5 separate regions of the Mus musculus genome follow, and all the other regions are linked to region 1. A link is a contact called in public Micro-C and promoter capture Hi-C data. All regions are on one chromosome and are shown on one strand. The core of a region is the stretch at or near the end of the contact, and the rest is flanking DNA. Distances in the headings are between cores, read along the strand shown.

Region 1 (4,041 bases), core at 1,121-3,620:
CAGCTGCATCGTGGCAAGCATCTGTTTGCAGGAGGATGGGCACCCCACAACCACCAGGCAGCGCTCACTCATGCCCTCGGGCCAACCTTCCGCCGATCTGATAGAGCAATTTACCCCACAAAATACAGCAGCGAAGGTTGTGAGGCGCTCAGGCTCGGGACAGCATCTATTCACTGTCCCCCAGCCCCTCCTCCCGGAGGTTGGGGGCATAAGGCCTTGTCAACTTTTATCCGGTTGCCAAAAGGTTAAGTTCAGTTCCATGACGTTCGGGGCGGTTTCACAATGCCAGCTCCTTCAGAGCTGCCCCGCGAGGTGCCCGTGCCAAGCCAGCAGTGGCTGCAGAAAGCAACACCTAGGCTCTGGGGGTGGGGCTCCAAGGTTGCCAAGGGAGGGGGTCACGGAAATTCAGGTACAGTATTCCTAGGCAGATCCAGGGTCATCCCCACGTAGTCTTCCAGCAGTTTCCCAAAACACAAGCCTACCTTCCCCAGCCCTACCCTGCCCCCACTCCCAAGCTGCAGCAACCGCCAAGGACGTTGGTTAGAGAAGCCCAGGCCGCAGCCTTGCCCATCCGGATTTGTTGGGGGTGGGGCTCCTGCCTGCCCCCTCCCACCCCTTCCCCTTTTCCCACTGCTGCAAGCAGTCATCCATCCCCTATGGCCCACCTATGTATGGCCAGGGCAGCAGGCTGCTCACCTGTTCTGGAAGGCGATCAGCAGCCGGGGATCCAAGATGTTCTCCTCTGGTTCCCACGTGTTATATCTTGCAAGTGAAAAAGGAACGGGGCGGGGAGGGGGGGCAGAGTGTAAGAAAAAAAAAAGGCCAGGTTGGGAATGACATAAGGCCCTATGTGGCTTCCTGAATCAAAGGCTATGGATGTGGAGGGTAGACAGTAGGTTTCTTAAGGCTTAACATGGCCCTTGATTACCCCCCAAGTTAAAATACACACACAAGGGCAGGAGGAAAGGAGGGGGTGAAGAAAACGAAACTAGCAGTTTATTTTGCAGTCGTCAAGAATTTTAAGCATGTTACTGTGACGTGTTCCAAGGCCACTTTCCTCTCCAGAAACCCTCCGTGCAAAGCAGCCCAAAAGCAAAGTCGCAGTCCCCCTCCCTATCCCCAGCCCAAGTCTCCAGTAGGGCTTCAGCTGGTCTGCATTGGACCCCTAATCCGGTAACTCACAGCTCAGCGCCCCCCTCAAGGCCCAGGAGACCGCTGTCACTGGCAAGCAAACCCCAAATACTCAGCAGTACAAAAATATGCCTCTCTTTCCCTCTCCCTCTCCCTCTCCGAGTGTGTGTGTGTGTGTGTGTGTGTGTGTGTGTGTGCCTGCGCCTGTCTCCATCCGGTGCCTTCGCATTTCAAATTAAAAAAAAAATTCCCCATCGAAAGAGCTGCAGTGACAGTTCCCAACATTTTCTGTCTTTTTTCTTCCCTACCCTGCACCACCAGGAGGGAGGACGCATACAATTGCATTTTCGTCGCTTTTAAAAAAAATTTTTTTTTTTTTTTTTGGTTTTGCAATATGGAGCCGTTCGGTGGAGGGAAAGGGGAAAGGAGCCATTTTCTGCTGCACATCAGTCAGTGCCTGCGCCCTCCCTCCCTCCGCCGGCCTCCCGGGCTCGGCCCCGCGTCTCTCCAGCTCCTCCGGCTCCTTTTAGCGCATAAATTAGTGATGGCATTTCCCGGAGAGCGGAGCACAACACAGGGCGCCCGGCTCGGGCTCGGCTGCTCCGCTTCCCAGTGCCTGCCACCGACTTCCCCACCCCCTCCTCTCTCCACCCCACCTCCACCCCGCCTCCCGTCCGCTCCCCCACCACCCCACCAGCTCCACGGGTCTGCTGGCCAGGGCGCTTGGTGCCGAGGCACCCGGCCCCCGCCGCCACTTACTTGGGGGACCAGCCTCTCCATTTCACCAGATACTCCACTCTGCCCTGTAGGGGGGGAAGAGACAGCACTCCATCAGCTTCCGCGGGATCCCCGGCTCCGGCCCGCAGCCTCCCCACCCCCTCCGCGCCTCTCGCTCGCTGCTCCCGCCGCCGCTCCCGCGCCTCGGCGCCGCCACCCGCGCGCCACCCCTACCTTGCGTATCCGCTTCTTTTCGATGCTCTCCACCGCGAAGACGTGCTCGCCAACAGCTGGCAGCTCCATGGCCGAACCCGAGCGCTCAGGGGCGCAAGCGGCCGGCGCGGCTGCAGACACAGCTAGCTCCCGCCGGCGCCCCGATACGATCCTGCGCGTGGACCTCGCCACGCGCCCGGCCCCCGCCGCCGCCACTCGCCCCTCAACAGCCTGGCCGCCGCCGCCGCCGCCGCTGCCTGCACCCGCCGGCTCTCAGCTCGCGCTCGCTCGCTCGCTCGCTCGCTCAGACAACTGAGCCCGGGCCGCCGCGGCACGAGAACTCATGCAAATCCCGGACGTCAGCGGGCGGGGCCTCGCAGGGCCCAGCTCGGCGTCAGGAGGCGGGACGCGCCTCGGATTGGCGCAGCCCGGCCTACCCGAGGCCCCCGGTCTGGGCAGCAGGGAAGGAGGAGGGCGCGGGAGGAGGCTGGGGAGGAGGAGGGCGCGGGGAGGTGCAGGGGAGGGATCTGAGAGCCGGGAAAGTGAGCTGGGGCCGCGGAATAGAGGTGTCTCTGCCTAGGCGGCCAGGGTGGGCACCTCGACCGGGCCCACTCTGATCCGCAGCCGGACACTTGGGACTCTCCCGTCCCCACCCTCGGCCTCTGTTTCTGCTTGTGCAAGGCCCGGGGATCCCTGCTGGGGGCCACGGAAGCACCCGCTGCACTTTACAGTTGCTCCCAACTACATCTGTCCAGCAGAGCTCTGGAAGCACAGGGGACTTTCCGGCAGGGGGCGGAATGGAGGCGGGGGCAGTTCAGGACCCCACCCTCGGTGCCCACCGCCCCGCCCCGCCAGTCTCTGGGCATTTAGGCCGCGAGGTGGGGAGAGAAAGAGCCAGAAGACTGAGGACTTGGACAAGTGGAGGAGCACGGAGAGGCGAAGACAGGGACAAAGAAACAGCTGGCCACGGGGCATTTAGCACTCAAGAACCTCAGCAGAAAGGGGCTCTGAATCCGATGCCACCCAAGATTCTGAACGGCTTCTAATTTACACTTGGTTCACTCATTCGCGGGGAAGGGGCAGTTTCTAAGCAAGGCCTCTTGCTTAGTCTGAGATGCTGGGAGAAGAGAGAGAGAGAGAGAGAGAGAGCGAGAGAGAGAGAGGGGGAGAGAGAGAGAGAGAGAGAGAGAGAGAGAGAGAGAGAGAGAGAGAATGAATATGGGGGTGAATGAGTCTGGGGGGTCCAAGGGGACTTCGTGGGGCTTCATGGAAGAGCCTCAAAAGTAAGAGTGGGGAGGACCAAGTAGATGTTGAGGCGGAGGGTTGGTGGATGAGTGGACTGCGAGAAGGGGAGGGGAAATGGCCAAGGAGCCACAGTGTCTTCCTGAATTCCCGTCCTCTGGTCTCTGACAGCCAAGCCCTGCTGACGCGGCCTTTGGAGCCCTGGAGTGTGAAGTTTAGCACCTCGGAGCCGGCCAGCCCCGCACGTTCAGGGGTATTCAGCGCCAGCGTCCGGCTGGGGGAGCTGCTGCGCCAGACGCGGCCTTCCGAGGGCGCCACAGTGGGCCTGGGAGATCCGTGGGGTCGCAGTGGGTAGACTTGACAGAGAACATGCCATTCTAAGTGGGAGGGTAAGGGTGTGCCTTGCCTGTGGTGCGTCCGGGGCCCCAGCTCAGGGCTCCTGAAGAACGTGGAGCAGGAAGCTTGCGCAATCCCTTGGCTGAGCGTCCACAGAGACAGAAAAAGCGCAAAAGAGGAGAGTGGGTCGACGGAGGGGGAGGGCAAGGAGACGTCCGAGTCTCTGTCCCTGCTTTTATTGCGTCTCAGGGTGCCTGGTGAGGACTATGTTGTGATGACTTGCGAAGGGCCAGGTGCAGAAGTGAACCCCCAAAAGCCTGCCAGGGCTTGTGTTTTCCCAGGCATCCAGTAAAAGTCTTCAGACGGTTAGTTTGATGTTGCACACACACGCTGACTCCACGC
Region 2 (4,041 bases), core at 421-2,920, about 23 Mb before region 1:
GATAAAAATCAGAGGGGATGTTTGTGCTTCATGTCAGTTATTAACAATGTCTGTTGGGAGTGATACACAGTATACTACAGGCCTCCATTCTGGCTTTCATAGGCCCTTTCCCACAAAGTGACTCAAGTTCAAGTTTAGGCTTTGGCTGAGCCGGACTCAGCTCAAGGGGTTCGATTCTTTATTACAAACAAACTCTTGATGTAGAATAGAAAAGTTCAAATTTTCTGCCGGGGTGAGGGGAAACCTGAGAGAAAACTAGAAGACACAAAGGGATTTCATGTGAAAGTGATACAGGAAAGAAACAAAAAACAAAAAACAAACCAACTTTAAGGGCAGATTTGTGAAACAAGCCATTTGAATCTACAGCACAATAGGCCCCAACAGAGGGCCTCGGACAATTCTAGCAGTTGGGGTAGTTCACTCTCTCTCTCCTCCTCTTTAACTTCCAAGGAAATTTAAAGAGGCAGCTAGGGGGTCCTGAGCTTTCTAGTCCCTCAGTCCTGTGGAAGTGTGCTGGGGCCAGGGTTCGGTTCCTGGACTTTCCGGCCTAGAGAGCGGCACCAAAGAGCAGAAAGGCCCCCACACAGACCAAGCTCCTGCAATCTTGGGACCCAGGATCCCCACAGGTGGGGATGGCCACGAAACCAGCCTTGGCTCCCCCAGACTGCAGATTCCAGAAAAAGGGATACAATCTTGACCCCCCCTTCCCATTTGTGATGTTTCAACCTCTCCCTCTCTCCCTCTCCCTTTTTTCCTCTCTTCCTTTCTCCTCCCTCTCTGCCTACCCCCCCCCCCCCCGCCAGCCTTCCTTTTCCACACCGAGTCTATTCCTTCAAGTAAAGCCCCTGTACGCCTGTGTCTCTTGGTCTCTTTCTCCACCCTTAAACGGAAATCCAGACCCCCTTCCCAGACATTGGCTCTATTTCCCCTTCAGATCCGGACACTGCGTTCCCTGAGCCAAGCACTGCACGTTTTCAACGTTCCTTCGTGTCCCCCGCCCCTTGGCTCCGCCTCATCCCCATTGGGGCCTCCGGGCTTTCAGTGTTGTGACTAGGCAGGGTCCTTGGGGGACAGACCTGGAAGGCACTTGCCTGGGCGCAGTGTATTAGGGACAGAAAGGATATCTACAATGAGCTACGGTGGCTAGTACCCAGCCTCCAAGCACAGAGCTCCCTGACGCCTACAGTTCTCATTCCCATCTCAGAAGCATTCCCGGGTTCTCCTTTGAGGCAGCCCGAAGTGGCCTCCCAGCCCTTCCCCCGACTCCCCTCATCCCCAGGAGATGGACACTTTATTGGGAGAGCTTTTTATTCTCTCGTTAAACCTGCCAAAGCGCAGAAGACTGGGAGCCAGGAAGAGAGAGAGAGAGAGAGAGAGAGAGAGAGAGCGCAGGCAGAGACCCGAGACAGCAGGCAGAAGCAGAGACACATATAGAGACAGAGACACAGAACACATACAGATAAAGACAGAGACACACATACAAAAAGAAAAAGAGACAGGCGGAGAGGAAGAGAAGGGAAGAGAGGAGGCGGAGCCGGGCTCCCCGTCCCTTCTCCCCCTGCAATTTCTGCGGGAGGATTTTATGAGCCTCTCTCCCCCAGGCCACAGCCAATCAGCGCTCATGCCCGGGCTCTTGCGTCTCTTGCGTCAAGACGGCCCAGCCAGGCGAATGCAGGCGCCGTTCGAGCTGGGAGCGATTTAAAACGCTTAGGATTCCCTGGGCCTGGGTGGGGAGAGACAGCTTGCTGCCCCCTAGAACCCTCACCCTCGGCTCCCCATGAGCCGATCATTGGCTCCATGGAGCCCGGCAATTATGCCACCTTGGACGGGGCCAAGGATATCGAAGGCTTGCTGGGAGCTGGAGGGGGTCGGAATCTAGTCTCCCACTCCTCCCCACTGGCTAGCCATCCCGCGGCTCCAACGCTGATGCCAACTGTCAACTATGCCCCCCTGGATCTGCCAGGCTCTGCAGAGCCACCAAAGCAGTGCCACCCTTGTCCTGGGGTGCCTCAGGGGGCATCTCCAGCTCCTGTGCCTTATGGCTACTTTGGAGGCGGGTACTACTCTTGCCGAGTATCCAGGAGCTCCCTGAAACCCTGTGCCCAGACGGCCGCCCTGGCTACCTACCCTTCGGAAACTCCTGCACCTGGGGAGGAGTATCCCAGCCGTCCCACCGAGTTTGCCTTCTATCCGGGCTACCCGGGACCATACCAGCCTATGGCCAGTTACCTGGATGTGTCTGTGGTGCAGACCCTGGGAGCCCCCGGAGAGCCTCGCCACGATTCTCTGCTTCCCGTGGACAGTTACCAGCCCTGGGCCCTGGCCGGTGGCTGGAACAGCCAGATGTGTTGCCAAGGTGAACAGAACCCACCAGGTCCATTCTGGAAAGCAGCGTTTGCAGGTAAGTTCTACTCTGGCTCCCCTTGGCTCAGCATGGGCTACGCTGGCACTTGCTGGGAAGGAGGAAGAGGAGAGGAAGGGAAACTTCGGGCTGATGAGGAGGGGCCTAGGGTTCCTGGGTTATTTACTAGGACTGTGAGGGAGGGTCCAGGCAACAAGAGGGCCTCAGAGGGTCAGAATAAGGGGCCTCAGCAGGGTGCTAGCCTTCCTGACTTCTCCAGGAGGCTCTAGGACCAGTCTTTGAATATGTCGGGAGAACCTTGGATCTCTGCTGTTGATTGGGGGCAAAGAGTCCCTACCCAGCACAATCCCAGACTAATTCTGCCCAAAGGCCAAATGACATAATCCAGTGGTCTCGAGAGTGGCATTGAGAGGTGGGATCGGAGATATTGGGTGTTTCCTCGAGAATATAACCCTTTCCTTTTTTTAGGTCAATTTCGAAAGGAAAATTTAGGTTTTCTTTGACTGAGGGTGTATTGAAGGGTGTGTTCGTGAGTGTGCGTGTAAGTGTGTGTGCATGGTGTTTGTGTGTGTATGTGTGTGTTGGGTAGGGAACAGAACCCTGTTTTCTCATGTACATAATTTGCCAGTTTGGAGGAGTGGCTGAATCCGAACACGCATGTGAAAGTGGATTGTGTGATTGTGGACAAAAACCTGACAGGGTGGGTGTGTTTGCAGACTCCTGGTGTGAGGTCAGTGATGGTGGGGGTGGCCAGTAGGAGCAGAGGCTGAGTGAGTGGCTATCAGAGAATCAGGCAGAATCTAGGGCTGTGTGCTTTGAGGGAGCCGGGCCCACACATAGGATGATCAGGAAGCGCCTGCAGGATGACGTAGCCCTGAGGCGTGCAGGGCCTGGGTCTGCGCTTGATCTTGCGCTAGAGAGGGGACTAAGATGCCTTTTCTTCCCTCTCTTTTTCCACCACACAGAGCCCAGTGTCCAGCACCCTCCTCCCGACGGCTGTGCCTTCCGCCGAGGCCGCAAAAAACGCATTCCCTATAGCAAGGGGCAGTTGCGGGAGTTGGAGCGGGAGTATGCAGCCAACAAGTTTATCACTAAGGACAAGAGGCGCAAGATCTCGGCAGCCACCAGCCTCTCTGAACGCCAGATTACCATCTGGTTTCAGAACCGCCGGGTCAAGGAGAAGAAGGTTCTTGCCAAGGTCAAGACCAGCACTACCCCGTGAGCACCAGAGGGGATGGGCAGGGGAAGAGGGCTTGTCCTGGAGAACTGGGAGCCTGCCAGGGCCAGGACTGGCAGAGGACTCGGCTGAGGGACCCCAAGAGATGACACCTTTAGCAGGCTTCTGAGTTCTGGACTGTTCCTCGGGGCTATCCTGCATGTGCCGGGAGCGGGAGGCTCCTCCATCACGGTTCTGAAGAACCTGTATCAGTCATAATCATTCATCTGGACCGTGGTGATAATCTCATAACCAGTACTAGTTGTCATGATAATTAGCCTCATATTTTCTATCTAGAGCTCTGTTGAGCACTTAGAAATCGCTTTCATGAGTTGAGCTGATTGTGAATAAATTCGGAAGACGATCTTGTAGGACAGTTTCCTCTCAGATTCCTTTCCATGTACACTCAGTGTGCCCCCCTTCTAGTGGTGGAGGGGAGAGAGAATGGGGTGGGGGGACAAAG
Region 3 (4,041 bases), core at 993-3,492, about 23 Mb before region 1:
AGAGAAGCTGGAGCGGGCACCAGAGACCGCCGAGCAGGGCGATGCGCAGAAGGGTGACAAGAAGTAGGCTCCAGCTGGGACTGCTCGGGCCCGGACTAGCCCGCACGTCCGCCGGTCCCCCCCGCGACCACGCCGCCGCCGCCCGCCCCCCGCCTCCGAGAGCTCCGGCCCCGCGAGCGGAGCCAGGAGCTGGGCCTCCCACAGCAGCGTCCCCCGCCGCGCCAGTCCCCGCTAGTGGTAGTATCTCGTAATAGCTTCTGTGTGTGAGCTACCGTGGATCTCCTTCCCTTCTCTTGGGGGTCCGGGGGGAAAAAAAGAAAAGGATTTTAAGCAAGGACTCCCTCGTCCTGCGAGGGTGATCGACTGCGGCCTGGCAGAACCCCCTCGCCCCCGCCCCATGTAAAAAAGCCTCCTTGTGCAATGGTCTGTTTCCTTTGAACGTGCTTCTTTGTAATGACCGAGGTACCGATTTCTGCTAAGTTTTCCCAACAACATGAAACTGCCTATTCACGCCGTAATTCTTTCTGTCTCCCGCTCACTTTCTCTCTTTCTCTCGCTCTCTTTCTCTCACCGCGTCCCCATCTTTCCTCGCAACCCCCTCTCCCCGCTGCCCTCCCTAGCTGGCTTTCTCTCTTGCTTCTCTCTTTTCCTCCTGTCCCCCCACCCCCACCCCCTTTGGTTTGACAATTTTGTCTTAAGTGTTTCTCAAAAGAGATTACTTTAGTTAGCATGCGCGCTGTGAGCATTGTTAAAAGTGTTCTTAGGTTTACTGTGAAGAGAATGTATCCTGTATCTGTGAATTGCTTTATGGGGGGGAGGGAGGGCTAATTATATATTTTGTTGTTCCTCTATACTTTGTTCTGTTGTCTGCGCCTGAAAAGGGCGGAAGAGTTACAATAAAGTTTACAAGCGAGAACCCGAGACTGGCCCGGGCCGCCGCTCCTCATTCGCTCCTAGGCGCCTTGCAGGGCTGGGGGTGGGGGGGAGCTGGTCAGCAGGCTCCTGGGCTGGCCTAGGCTAGGTCGCTGAGAGGAGGGGGCGGGGGCGGGGGCTGGAAGCAGGTGGTGCGAGTCCCTGGGCCCAGGGGCGCAGGGGGTGAGGGAGGCGGCTGAACGTGATTGGAGGAGAGAGGATCGAGGGAGGGGAGCCAAGAGAAACCCCCTCCCCTTGCATTCTGAGGCTGAAGGACCAGGGAGACTCCAGCGCCCAGGCCGCTCTTGGGAAGAGATCTACCCAGGCTGGTGGCTAGTGTCCCCCGCCGCTTTTCTCTTTGTTTCCGTGTGTGTGTGTGTGTGTGTGTGTGTGTGTGTGTGTGTGTGTGTGTGTTTGGGGGGGGGGGTACGGGGGGGTGAGAAAGATGCAGCGCAAGACTTCTGAGTTTCTATTTCCATTTTTTCCTTGGACTCAGGTTGGGGAAACAGGAGCAGAGGGAAGCGGTTCCTCCCTACCTCCCCTCTCTGGGACGTCGTCACTTTCTCCCAGTTTCTAGGCCTCGGCTTGCCGCAGCCTTCCTTCCTTCGTTGCTTCTGCCTTCCTGGCAGCCACGCTCCAGTGAGTGAGGCATCCGCCTTCCGGAACCGGGAAAGCAGCGAGCCGGACCCAAGCCTCCTTCCTCCCTTCCTTTTTCTCCCAGCCCCCATTCCATTCTTTTTAAATTTTGTATATCTTTTTATTGTCATCAGAAATCTCAGCGTCCAACGCCTTATTGGGTTGGATCTCTGCCTTAGGGACGCCTTGGTCACATCTAGTTACTACAACTGGGGCACTAAGACAACCGGGAGGCCAGGCTCGCCTCCTCTTGGGAGAAGAGCAGCAGCTCGGATGAATTAACCCAAATTAATAAATATTCGGCCAGCACCCACCCACCAAGTTGCGAACATTCAATCCCTGCGTCTCTCTCGCTCTGTAACCGGCTGGGGGAAATGGGTGGGGGATGACAACACGGTTCCCTCAGAGGTTATTTATTTTCTCTTCCACTCAATTCCTTCTTCCCCAAATCTCGCCTGCAAGCTGCCTCCAGCCCGCGGGGGTCGACAGCGGCCCTTAAGCCCCCAGCCCCAATCCGCAGAGCTCGGCCTTCCCATTCATTATTGATCATATTTTATAAATCCAACGCCACACAATTTTTTCCACATTACTGGGAGCCTCCGGGAGGCCGTCATACCATTGGCCGAGGGGATATCACGTGGGCCGGGGTCACGTGGTCAGAAGAGGAAAAAGGGGGTCCTTTTGGTGTAAATCTGGACTCTAATTCTGTAATATATCAAGGAATCTCGTAAAACCGACACTAAAACGTCCCCGACTACAAATCATCCGGCCAAATTATGAGTTCATTGTATTATGCGAATGCTTTATTTTCTAAATATCCAGCCGCAAGTTCGGTTTTCGCTCCAGGAGCCTTCCCCGAACAAACTTCTTGCGCCTTTGCTTCCAACCCCCAGCGCCCGGGCTATGGAGCAGGTCCGGGCGCTCCTTTCTCCGCCTCGGTGCAGGGTCTGTACTCCGGCGGGGGGGCCATGGCGGGCCAGAGCGCGGCTGGCGTCTATGCGGCCGGCTACGGGCTCGAACCGAGTTCCTTCAACATGCACTGCGCGCCCTTTGAGCAGAACCTCTCCGGGGTGTGTCCGGGCGACCCCGCCAAGGCGGCTGGCGCCAAGGAGCAGAGGGACTCGGACTTGGCGGCCGAGAGTAACTTCCGGATCTACCCCTGGATGCGAAGCTCAGGTAAAGCCGCGCTCTGAGCGGTCCCGAGCCGCAGTGTCCGGGCCACGGTCCCCAGAAGGGCTCCCTTCCGGCCAGGGCACCCTTCTCTGTGTCCAGGTTATTCCCGGCTGCAGATCGGCCATTGCCACGCCGTTTAAGTCTGGGCTGGGACCACGCGCGCCACCCCCACTCCCAGTTTTGCTCAGTGCTCTCAGGCCCTAGCGGATCTCTTTTTGCCGACGCCACAGAGCTCAAAGCCCCCAGCCCGCCCCCAACCCTTCCTCCCGGCCTTTTAGCTTTAAATATTTATCAGCAGCGCCGGCACGGGCTGGAGACGAGGCCGTTTGTCTTGCCTAGAAAGGCTGGGGTTTGCAGAGAATAGCCATTAGGGTCTTTCTCTTCTCTCTCCCCCCTTCCCTGCCTGAGAGCTCAGTTCTGGGTGTGTCCCCCCAGCCCTAGCTTGGGCAAGATATGGAGGAGGGGGCCATGGCGCTAAGCGATTCTCCCCTCCCCCTTCCTTTCTAGCCAACCCCGCTCCCCCATTATTCCCATCAGGACAATTAGAGGTGGGCTCTAGAGGCCTGGTGGGATGGGGGAGAGGAAACAGAAGAGATGAGGACCCAGACAGGGACACAGAGTCAAAGAGTGGTGAAGGAGTTAGTCTGAGACCCAGAGCGATGAGTCTACTGACCCCCACCTCCTGATGGACTTAGAAGGCCCGTCAGCTCCCCAGGAGAGCATAGGTTGTTTGTTATTTTTTTTTTCCAGGTGTCTTTCCAAGGGCTCTGTGGGCCCCTGAGGAACAGCCAAGTTTGGTGGTATCACTCCAGAAAGATGACTCTCCTCTTGGGGAGGGCTAGGACTCTTCAGAACCAAATCAAGATTTAGGGAGTGCACGATGCTTTAAGAACCATAGGTTTTCTTCCCTCAGGTCTCCTTCACAGCTTCCTCGCACACCTTTTACATTTCCCCGAGGCAGGTGGGCTTGGGAGCCAACTCCAAGGCTCAGAAGACCCAACCGGGCCAGAGACTCCTATACTCATGGGCTTGGGGGCCACGAGGAAACCATTTCTTGACTATTGTTCTTCACGGTTCCTGTTACCTACCCTGTAATTGAACTGACCTTCCAGTTGGTTTATCAAAGTCCCTCCCCCCCCCCACCTCGTAAATATTTCAGCTTGGCTTATAGCTGACTTGAAATTAAGGTCCTTAGCCTCTCTCCCCTCTCCTGTCTCCTTCCCAAGAGGGCGGATACCAGCATCTCCCCAGTCTCCTTGGGGTTCTGAGCCTATGCTGGGAGTTCTCAGATACCCTTTTGCCCCACCATAGGAATCTTCA
Region 4 (4,041 bases), core at 701-3,200, about 23 Mb before region 1:
AACTCGCAGCTCAGTCACATCCAATCTTTCCCTGTCATCTCCCCCATAGCCCCCAGCCACCCTGTCACCCCTGAGCCTGAACAGCAAAGGCAAGAGCCATGGTCTGCCCCAGGGCCTTCCCAGCCTCCAGCCTCAATTCGGAAGTTACAGTTGAGATAAAAGCAAGGAGCCAAAAGCAGAGGCCAGGGATCGGTCCTCCCAGGCCCCAGCGTTGGTTGTGTCTCTCTGATGCTAAATTCACAATTGCCTCTCCCATTCAGACACGAGATGGAGAAAGCCTTTTTCCCTCTTGTTCTCTAAGCTTGCCTCGGTTGTGAGACTCTGGAGGGATGCCACTTGAGGCCTCCTTGCCCAGAGCTCTGGAGAGACGGAGCTGGGCGGGTCTAGGCGCTCTGCAGTGTTTTTTTCTGTCCTCTTCGAGCCAAGGGCCCTGGCCTTTGGCCCGCCCACATGGCTGTCTCTGCCGGCCTTGGCCCTCGGATCCCCGGCCTATTGCTCCGGAGACTGAAAAATGAGGCCACTGGGCATCTCTCCACAACTCGTCTACAGGCTCCAGGGTGCCTCTTCTCATATTAAGTAGGAGCTCGGTGGCCAGGAAGAGAATGGGAAGCCGGCAGCAGAAGGCTGCAAGGGCCCGACTTTATCTTGCTCTTTGGAGACCCGAGGGCAGGGGTCCAGGTGATGGCGCCTTTAGTCTCACCTTCTCAACCCAAAATGGCTCATTTTCTCTTTACTGCCACCCACACCCGAGCAGCAAGCTTCAGGCCCCGTTTTCTTTTCTTCCTTCTCCCTCTCCCCCCTCCTTTTTTTATTTTTAAAGAAAATAGCCGTCTGGCAGAAGGGGCCCAGCTGCGGAGATCTCTGGCCGCCCAGCGAGCTCAGCAAGGGGCCGCCGGTCTTCCGAACACCTTCCCAGGGAAGGCGGTAAGGCCATGAGCAAATTCTCCAATTATTGGCCACCAGCAACACAAGGCTTTGGATTTGGTCTCTGAATGAGATAGCTGGCATCTGGCGAGCTTGTTAAAGGGGATCTGTTTAAACCCCAAACTCCCGCAGAAGAGTTACCACCAAACCTTAACCGCTCAGACGGTTGTCTCTCTAGTCTTTGGCCGACCGACCATCTTTCTCTTCTAGGGTCCCTGTTTACCTCGGTTCCTAGGCCTAGGCTAAGGATGAGAGGTCAGAAGGAAAAATCCAAACTTCCCAGGGGCCCAGGAGAACGAAGAGCTTCCCTGCCTTTTCCAGCCTCCCTCCAGCCTAGTCCTGCGGCTCTCTCTCGTGTTGTGGACCCGCCGCTGAAGCCTAGCCAAGAAGCAGACCTGGCTGAGCTAACAAAATTCTTATAATTGTTTTTCACACACAACTTATAATCCTTCCCCCCATTTCCTTACCCAAGTTGGGGACTGGCAAAGCCTAAGGAGGGAAGATCAAGCAACTTCATTTTGATTATATTACCCAGAGTTAAAATAATAATGGTGATGATAATGTCAGAGAGGCCACAAATAGAGGGGATAGCCGCACCCTAACGAAGTAGGCAAAAGACTCAAATCCATCTTCCTAAAGGTTCAAGCCTGTGAGTGAGCTGCGGGCCGGGTTTCTTTCTTGGCTTGGCGGTTGCACAGAGCCAGCAAAGAGGTTGCCGAAGCCGCCATGGCGGCCTGCGGCCCGCGCTCCCGTCAATCGCCGGGAGGTGGCGCGCTCTGCTCAGAGGCCAACGTCAACCTTCTCCCTGTTTTTCCCCCTTCTCACTTTCTCCCCCCCTCTCGGAGGCTCGCATTGAATCGGCCCTAACGATTCTCCGATCGTCATTATTTGTAACCATAGAGCATGAATTACCTCTTGAGGTCATCAGTGAGAATTTACGACTGGTCAACAAAAGCACGTGATTCCCTAACGCCCCCCCATCCCCCTTCTAACCCCCCCCATATTTGGCCGCATACATAGCAAAACGAAGTACAGTGCATCGCTATAATTCATTAATACATCATAAATCGTGAAGCACAGGGTTATAACGACCACGATCCACAAATCAAGCCCTCCAAAATCACCCAAATGAGCTCGTACTTTGTAAACTCCTTCTCGGGGCGTTATCCAAATGGCCCGGACTATCAGTTGCTAAATTATGGCAGTGGCAGCTCTCTGAGCGGCTCTTACAGGGATCCCGCTGCCATGCACACCGGCTCTTACGGCTACAATTACAATGGGATGGATCTCAGCGTCAACCGCTCCTCGGCCTCCTCCAGCCACTTTGGGGCGGTGGGCGAGAGCTCGCGCGCCTTCCCCGCGTCCGCCCAGGAACCCCGCTTCAGGCAGGCGACGTCCAGCTGCTCCCTGTCCTCGCCCGAGTCCCTGCCCTGCACTAACGGCGACAGCCACGGCGCCAAGCCCTCTGCTTCGTCCCCTTCCGACCAGGCGACCCCAGCCAGCTCCAGCGCCAATTTCACCGAAATAGACGAGGCCAGCGCGTCCTCTGAGCCCGAGGAAGCGGCGAGCCAGCTAAGCAGCCCCAGCTTGGCTCGAGCACAGCCAGAGCCCATGGCCACCTCTACGGCCGCGCCCGAGGGGCAGACTCCACAGATATTCCCCTGGATGAGGAAGCTTCACATCAGCCACGGTAATTCTCCATCTCTTTTTTGTCCTCTCCGCATTCCTGCCCTGTGTTGGGGGTGGGGGCGAGCAAAGCTTGGCTTTGCCTCAAATATAGATCCCTTTTTTCTTTTCTTTTTTTCTTTTTCTTTCTTTCTTTTTTTTTGCCATCAAGAGGGAAAAGTGTCAGAAAGGGTCCCCACAGCTCCATAGATAGAGCCAAACAGTGTTGTTTTCTGGGCGTAGGCATTTAAAAAAAAAAAAAAAAGGCCAGTTTGTTGCCACGTTCAGCTTAGGTTTTGTTTACCTAGCCAGTCACCGGCTTTAGGATGAAAGATGGGATTTGTGTATTGTGAGGAAGGGTCCTGATTATTACAGAAATTTTGAGACTGCTGCTAGCAAAGGGGGAATGGGCTATAAACGGAGCTTTCTAGGGCAAAAGTGCAGTGGCTCTCTTCCCTCCCGGGCGAGCTGCCGCCTGAACCCAGCCTAGGGTGAGGCACTGGGAAGGAGCCAGAGACAAAGCCGGGAGCATTCACTACCATCAGAAGTGGGGGCTGCTGGAGAAGGGGGGGTATGAAGAAATAGAGGCTGGATGCAGGCATCTGGGGTGAGGAGGATGGGAGCTGCGGTGAGCTGGGTGCTGGGGACGCCTGGGTCCTGCTCCCCGCCCCCTCCCACTCAGTGCCCCCTCCTTTAACCGGAATAACGTTGCCTCGGGGCTCTCCTCTAACTGCTCTAGATATGACTGGGCCAGACGGAAAAAGGGCCCGGACCGCCTATACTCGCTACCAGACCCTGGAGCTGGAAAAGGAATTCCACTTCAATCGCTACCTGACCCGGCGGCGACGTATCGAGATCGCCCACGCGCTTTGCCTGTCCGAGCGTCAGATCAAAATCTGGTTCCAGAACCGTCGCATGAAGTGGAAGAAAGACAACAAACTGAAAAGTATGAGTCTGGCTACAGCCGGCAGCGCCTTCCAACCTTGAGCCCATCCGGAGGAGCCCTGGGCGGCCCGAGAGCCCGCACCAACCCCAGCTCGACCCTTCCAATCTTCCCTGCACTGCCGCTGCCCGCTGGGGACCAGTTCCCACGAGCCTGTCACACCCCAGTCCTGTGTTACAATTTTTCGTTTGGTCTTAGGTCTTCCCATGGCTCCCTCTCTCCTGGACTGGTTATCTTGTTATTATTGTTAATAATAATTATTATTATTATTTCCCCCTCCGTGCTCCCCACTTCTCTTGGCTCGCCCCCCCCCAAGTTGCCAGTGTTTCTGAATGTCCTCGTGTCTGTGGTTGCGCTCCTTTCCCCAGGAAAAAGAAAAGAAAAAGAAATTCGCATGTTTAATGTGACTTCCCCTCCCCGTCTGTGTTCTAACTTATTTATAAAAGGATGATGGCTGTATTTTGAGTTTCTGCTGGAAACTTCCATAAGGGGCAGCAGTTGAGGTTGGG
Region 5 (4,041 bases), core at 435-2,934, about 23 Mb before region 1:
CCTCCCGCTTCCCGGCAAACTTCTCTGCCTTTTTCTTTTCTTTCTTTCTTTAAATACTCACCACCACCCACGCGGACGTTACACTGACAGAAAGTTTCTAGTTCCAGCTCTCCGCTGAGTTGCCATTTCTCTGCTAAGCAGCCTTCTCCTCTAGGCTAGGCGACAGAGAGCGAGGAGGGGGAGGGGAGGCCAGAGCCGTGGGAGTTCTCCGGGGCAAACTTTCCACCCAAGTTAGCGCCTTCCCTCTGTCCCCATTTCCCATCTGTTTCCTAGATCTCCCAGAATCACCTTTCTCTTTGGCTCCCCCCTCCCTCAGGCCTTTTTAAGGGATATGCAATTTAGGTTGTTCCCTCTGCTTTCCCAAAGAGCCAAATTCTTTGATGCAATCGGAGGGAGCTGTCAGGGGGCTAAGATTGATCGCCTCATCTCCTCTTGGTCCCTCTGACCCACTTATTTAAAAATCTTCCCCCAGCCGACTTTTCATTTTCAGCTTTGAGGCCTAGTTTCCCACCAATTTGCTTGTGGCTCTGAGGTTTTTTTGTTTTTGGTTTTTTTTTTTTTTTTTTTTTTTTTTGTTGTTTTTTGCCTCCTTCCTCTAGTAAATCACAATATTCTAAAATTGAGCCCATCATAGGTGCCTCACCATAGAATACATTACATTTTTTTTTCTCTCTGGAGGCCCAAAGCAGAATATAATCTCAGTGGTGGTCATTATCCCCAGCCCCCTCTCCCCCACCATCTTTAGGAAATGTTTTCTTACCAGGGATTTTAAAAGTAGCCCAAAGGCAAATACAGAGGGGGAAATCCCTTTGTCCAGAGGGCGACTGTGCACTGACTTTAGCTTTGAAAGTTAAGTGGATGGCTACTTTGGTGCCCTGGATAGAGACACAGATACACCTGGGGGCCTGTGAATACATCTGTCACCTTAGACCTTCTTAGACCCTCCTATTGCCAGGGTTGGGGTGTCACAGTGTGAGTACAGATGACCCCAACAGGAAGGCAAGTGGACATAAGAAACTGCTTGTAAATTCTGAGCAGAGACTAGAATCCAGGGCACATAGCAAGGGAGGTAGGCCCATGTCCCAAAGTGCTCCTGGAATCTATGTCCCTGCTGCGTGCCAGCTCTGTGCATTTCTTAAGTGTGAACTACTGCTTTCTGAGGGTGGGTGGGCTGCCGCTGCTGCTGGTGTTTAGTGCTGTCCTTTATCCATCTCCTTTCTGATTTCCCCCAAGGTATGGAAGCCTCTTTCTACTCCCACTTCCCCCTAAATGAGATTTTTTTTTCTTTTCTTTTGGGGGCTGAGGTGGTGGTAGGGTAAGAGGCTACTGAGGGCCACATAAAGAAAGCATATTAACTCACTCCATTTCTCCCTTAAATGTGGTTGTTTGCCACCACCACACAGTCTCTGAAGGGAAGGAAGAGGTTCTTTTGGCTTTTCTGGGAAAAGAGAGCCATTAGGGAGAGTGTAGGGTACTGATGAAGGAACAGGGGTAGAGGAGGAAGCCTCATGGTATCCAGGTCGTGGTCCTCTGGAGTTTTTGAATCAATTAAAGCAAATAATGCCTGTGTTTTCCACTAGGCCTAGACTAGCGATTGGCGGAGACCGGTCCCGTGACCATGAATTCCCTGCAATTTCGGCGGAGTCCTGGGTTTAATAGAGAGAGTCCCCATACGCTTGTATTTATCAGCAATATACAATTATAAAGGCCTAAATTTAAAAAAAAAAGAGAGAGAGCGAAATCTCCCCCCCCCCGCGAAATTGCTCCATTGCATAAACCTGGGGGGGGCGGGAGAGGGGGGTCCCTCTGATTCTCCCTCCTGACGCCCCCCCCAGCAGGCCCCCTCCCCCACCATTGAAAGCCATGAATTTTGAATTTGAGAGGGAGATTGGGTTTATAAACAGCCAGCCATCGCTCGCCGAGTGTCTGACTTCCTTCCCCGCTGTCTTGGAGACATTTCAAACTTCATCAATCAAGGAGTCGACATTAATTCCTCCTCCTCCTCCTCTGGAGCAAACCTTCCCCAGCCTCCAGCTCGGCGCCTCCACCCTTCAGAGACCAGGGAGCCAAAAGCAAGCCGGAGATGGGCCTGCTCTGCGGTCACCGCCGCCACTCCCCGTTGCCCCCCCAGCCCCCGAGTTCCCCTGGATGAAAGAGAAGAAATCCACCAAGAAACCCAGCCAATCCGCCGCATCCCCTTCTCCAGCCGCCTCCTCGGTCCGGGCCTCCGAGGTCGGATCACCATCAGGTGGGTAAACGTATTAGGGGCGGGGTGAGGGGCAGTTGGAAGAGAAGGGGAGAATGTGAGGTGATGGGGCTCCTGGTGGGGTTCCCTAGGTCGACGGATCTGGGGCGAGGGAAGCAGAGTATCCCGCTGGGGTTCAGGCCTAGCCACTGTTAGCTTCCCCACCCCCAGAAAATTTTGGAAGCTGATTGAGGGTGGGGAGGATGCTTTTTTTTTTTTTTTTTTTTTAAATGTGCTTAGAAAAAAATGATTCGATTGAAGGGTTTCCCCGGTTTCTGTGTAGAGGAATGAAGCGTGTCTGGGATTGAATCTGGAGCCTGGAAAAGATGCGATGCCTCTAGCTCTCCTAAAGCTAGGGAAGAAGAGGGAATTCAAAAGCTAGGAAGGAAAGGGGTGAAGAACAATCTATGATCCCTCTCTCCCCAGGTTGAGTTGGAAAGTTCTGAATTGAGGGGTCCATTGGGAGGACTTGGGGGAGGGAGACTCTGAGGTCCTGGGAGCTAAGAGAAATTGCTCCCCGCCCCCTACGTGGCCCGTGGGCGGCTCTGAAGGCACCGACTTGACCCGGGCCGGGTCTGCCTACGTGGAAGAGCACTAAAAAAAACCCCAAAGACACAGAAAGAAGCGCTGTGGGGGTGGGGTGGGAGCCCGAGTAGGACTGCTGAGAGTCTTTTAAGCCAAAGGGGTGCTCCCGATCTCAGCTAAACGGAGGCTGCGTTGAGACCTCTCTGATAACATAGGGGTGCTTCCCTCGCAGATGGCCCCGGATTGCCAGAATGCGGCGGCAGCGGCTCCCGCAGACTGCGCACGGCCTACACCAACACGCAACTGCTGGAGCTGGAGAAGGAGTTCCACTTCAATAAGTACCTGTGCCGGCCGCGTCGCGTCGAGATCGCTGCCTTGCTGGACCTCACCGAAAGGCAGGTCAAAGTCTGGTTCCAGAACCGACGCATGAAACACAAGCGGCAGACGCAGCATCGAGAGCCGCCCGAGGGAGAACCAGGCGGGCCGAGCGCCCAGGACGACGCGGGAGAGCCAGCCGAGGAACCCACGGTCAGCCCGGGCGACGTCGCGACTCACCGGCTGCGGGAAGCCTGCTTCCACCCCGCCGAGGCCGCGCAGGGACCCCGGGGCGCACCGCCGTCAGCGCTGCCTGCCACCACCCTGGAGAGTGTGGGCGCATCGAGCCCCGGCTGCACAATGCTCAGAGCCGGAGGCCGGCAGAGCGAGCCCCTACCCGAAGACGCCTGCCCCGAGCGGCAGGATTCGCCTTTTCTACCGGACCTCAATTTCTTCGCTGCAGACTCCTGTCTCCAGATGTCCGGAGGCCTTTCACCCAGCCTGCAGGGTTCTCTCGATAGCCCCGTGCCCTTTTCCGAGGAAGAGCTGGACTTCTTCACCAGCACGCTCTGTGCCATCGACTTGCAGTTTCCCTAACTGTTTTCCATCTTTGGTCCTTTCCGTCTGGTCCTCCTTGGCTGTTGGGGGCGGGGGGAATCGGGCCTTCTCCACTCGTGGATACATTTATGCCGTTTTGTTAAAATCCAGATAGTAACGAATTAGCGTTTCATTCACTCCTTTTCGCTTTTTAAAACCACACACAAAAAATTCCACTTGGTAAAACTCCTTCCAACGAAATCTCAGGAATAATTAAACTCTAGTGGGAGAGGGTTTTCTTACAAAGAACTAGAGGGACCTATTTTCCTCTTTTTTAAGTTTTAGATTGTAGATTATTTATTAAAATTGTTTAATAATAGGAAAGGGGGAAAGTATTTATTGTACATTATTTTCATAGC

The links. Promoter capture Hi-C pulls out the DNA fragments that hold promoters and counts their contacts. Hi-C and Micro-C count contacts between places; a contact is called where the count stands out from the background.
Region 2: a Micro-C map of embryonic stem cells shows a contact between it and region 1, with 6 times the contacts expected there. The contact joins the promoter of Hoxb13 here to the promoter of Cbx4 in region 1. A contact is called at or near these places in 1 of 39 promoter capture datasets (cranial neural crest) and 1 of 484 Hi-C or Micro-C datasets (embryonic stem cells).
Region 3: a promoter capture Hi-C map of embryonic stem cells shows a contact between it and region 1. The contact joins the promoter of Hoxb7 here to the promoter of Cbx4 in region 1. A contact is called at or near these places in 3 of 39 promoter capture datasets (cranial neural crest and embryonic stem cells) and 1 of 9 other capture datasets (embryonic stem cells).
Region 4: a contact with region 1 is called in a promoter capture Hi-C map of embryonic stem cells. The contact joins the promoter of Hoxb5 here to the promoter of Cbx4 in region 1. A contact is called at or near these places in 2 of 39 promoter capture datasets (both in embryonic stem cells), 1 of 484 Hi-C or Micro-C datasets (embryonic stem cells) and 1 of 9 other capture datasets (embryonic stem cells).
Region 5: a promoter capture Hi-C map of embryonic stem cells shows a contact between it and region 1. The contact joins the promoter of Hoxb2 here to the promoter of Cbx4 in region 1. A contact is called at or near these places in 3 of 39 promoter capture datasets (cranial neural crest and embryonic stem cells), 2 of 484 Hi-C or Micro-C datasets (both in embryonic stem cells), 1 of 115 datasets of contacts at active chromatin or transcription factors (embryonic stem cells) and 1 of 9 other capture datasets (embryonic stem cells).

Annotation. Positions count from the first base shown.
Region 1 is chr11:119,083,867-119,087,907 of GRCm38.p6, forward strand. Cbx4 (chromobox 4) reads right to left here and starts at 2,371. Exons shown (of 5, transcript NM_007625.2): 1 at 2,083-2,371; 2 at 1,891-1,934; 3 at 697-762. The coding sequence starts at 2,151.
Region 2 is chr11:96,192,646-96,196,686 of GRCm38.p6, forward strand. Hoxb13 (homeobox B13) reads left to right here and starts at 1,671. Exons shown (of 2, transcript NM_008267.4): 1 at 1,671-2,401; 2 at 3,328-3,965. The coding sequence starts at 1,798. The coding sequence ends at 3,584.
Region 3 is chr11:96,284,404-96,288,444 of GRCm38.p6, forward strand. It overlaps Hoxb7 (homeobox B7), which reads left to right and starts at 2,243. Exons shown (of 2, transcript NM_010460.2): 1 at 2,243-2,724. The coding sequence starts at 2,325. It overlaps Hoxb8 (homeobox B8), which reads left to right. Exons shown (of 2, transcript NM_010461.2): 2 at 1-922. The coding sequence ends at 67.
Region 4 is chr11:96,301,562-96,305,602 of GRCm38.p6, forward strand. It overlaps Hoxb5 (homeobox B5), which reads left to right and starts at 1,951. Exons shown (of 2, transcript NM_008268.2): 1 at 1,951-2,614; 2 at 3,329-4,041. The coding sequence starts at 2,053. The coding sequence ends at 3,576. All of the region lies in intron 1 of Hoxb5os (homeobox B5 and homeobox B6, opposite strand), which reads right to left. Hoxb6 (homeobox B6) reads left to right here. Exons shown (of 2, transcript NM_008269.2): 2 at 1-8.
Region 5 is chr11:96,349,948-96,353,988 of GRCm38.p6, forward strand. Hoxb2 (homeobox B2) reads left to right here and starts at 1,685. Exons shown (of 2, transcript NM_134032.2): 1 at 1,685-2,248; 2 at 3,003-4,041. The coding sequence starts at 1,864. The coding sequence ends at 3,682. Hoxb3os (homeobox B3 and homeobox B2, opposite strand) reads right to left here and starts at 3,447. Exons shown (of 4, transcript NR_155303.1): 1 at 3,113-3,447.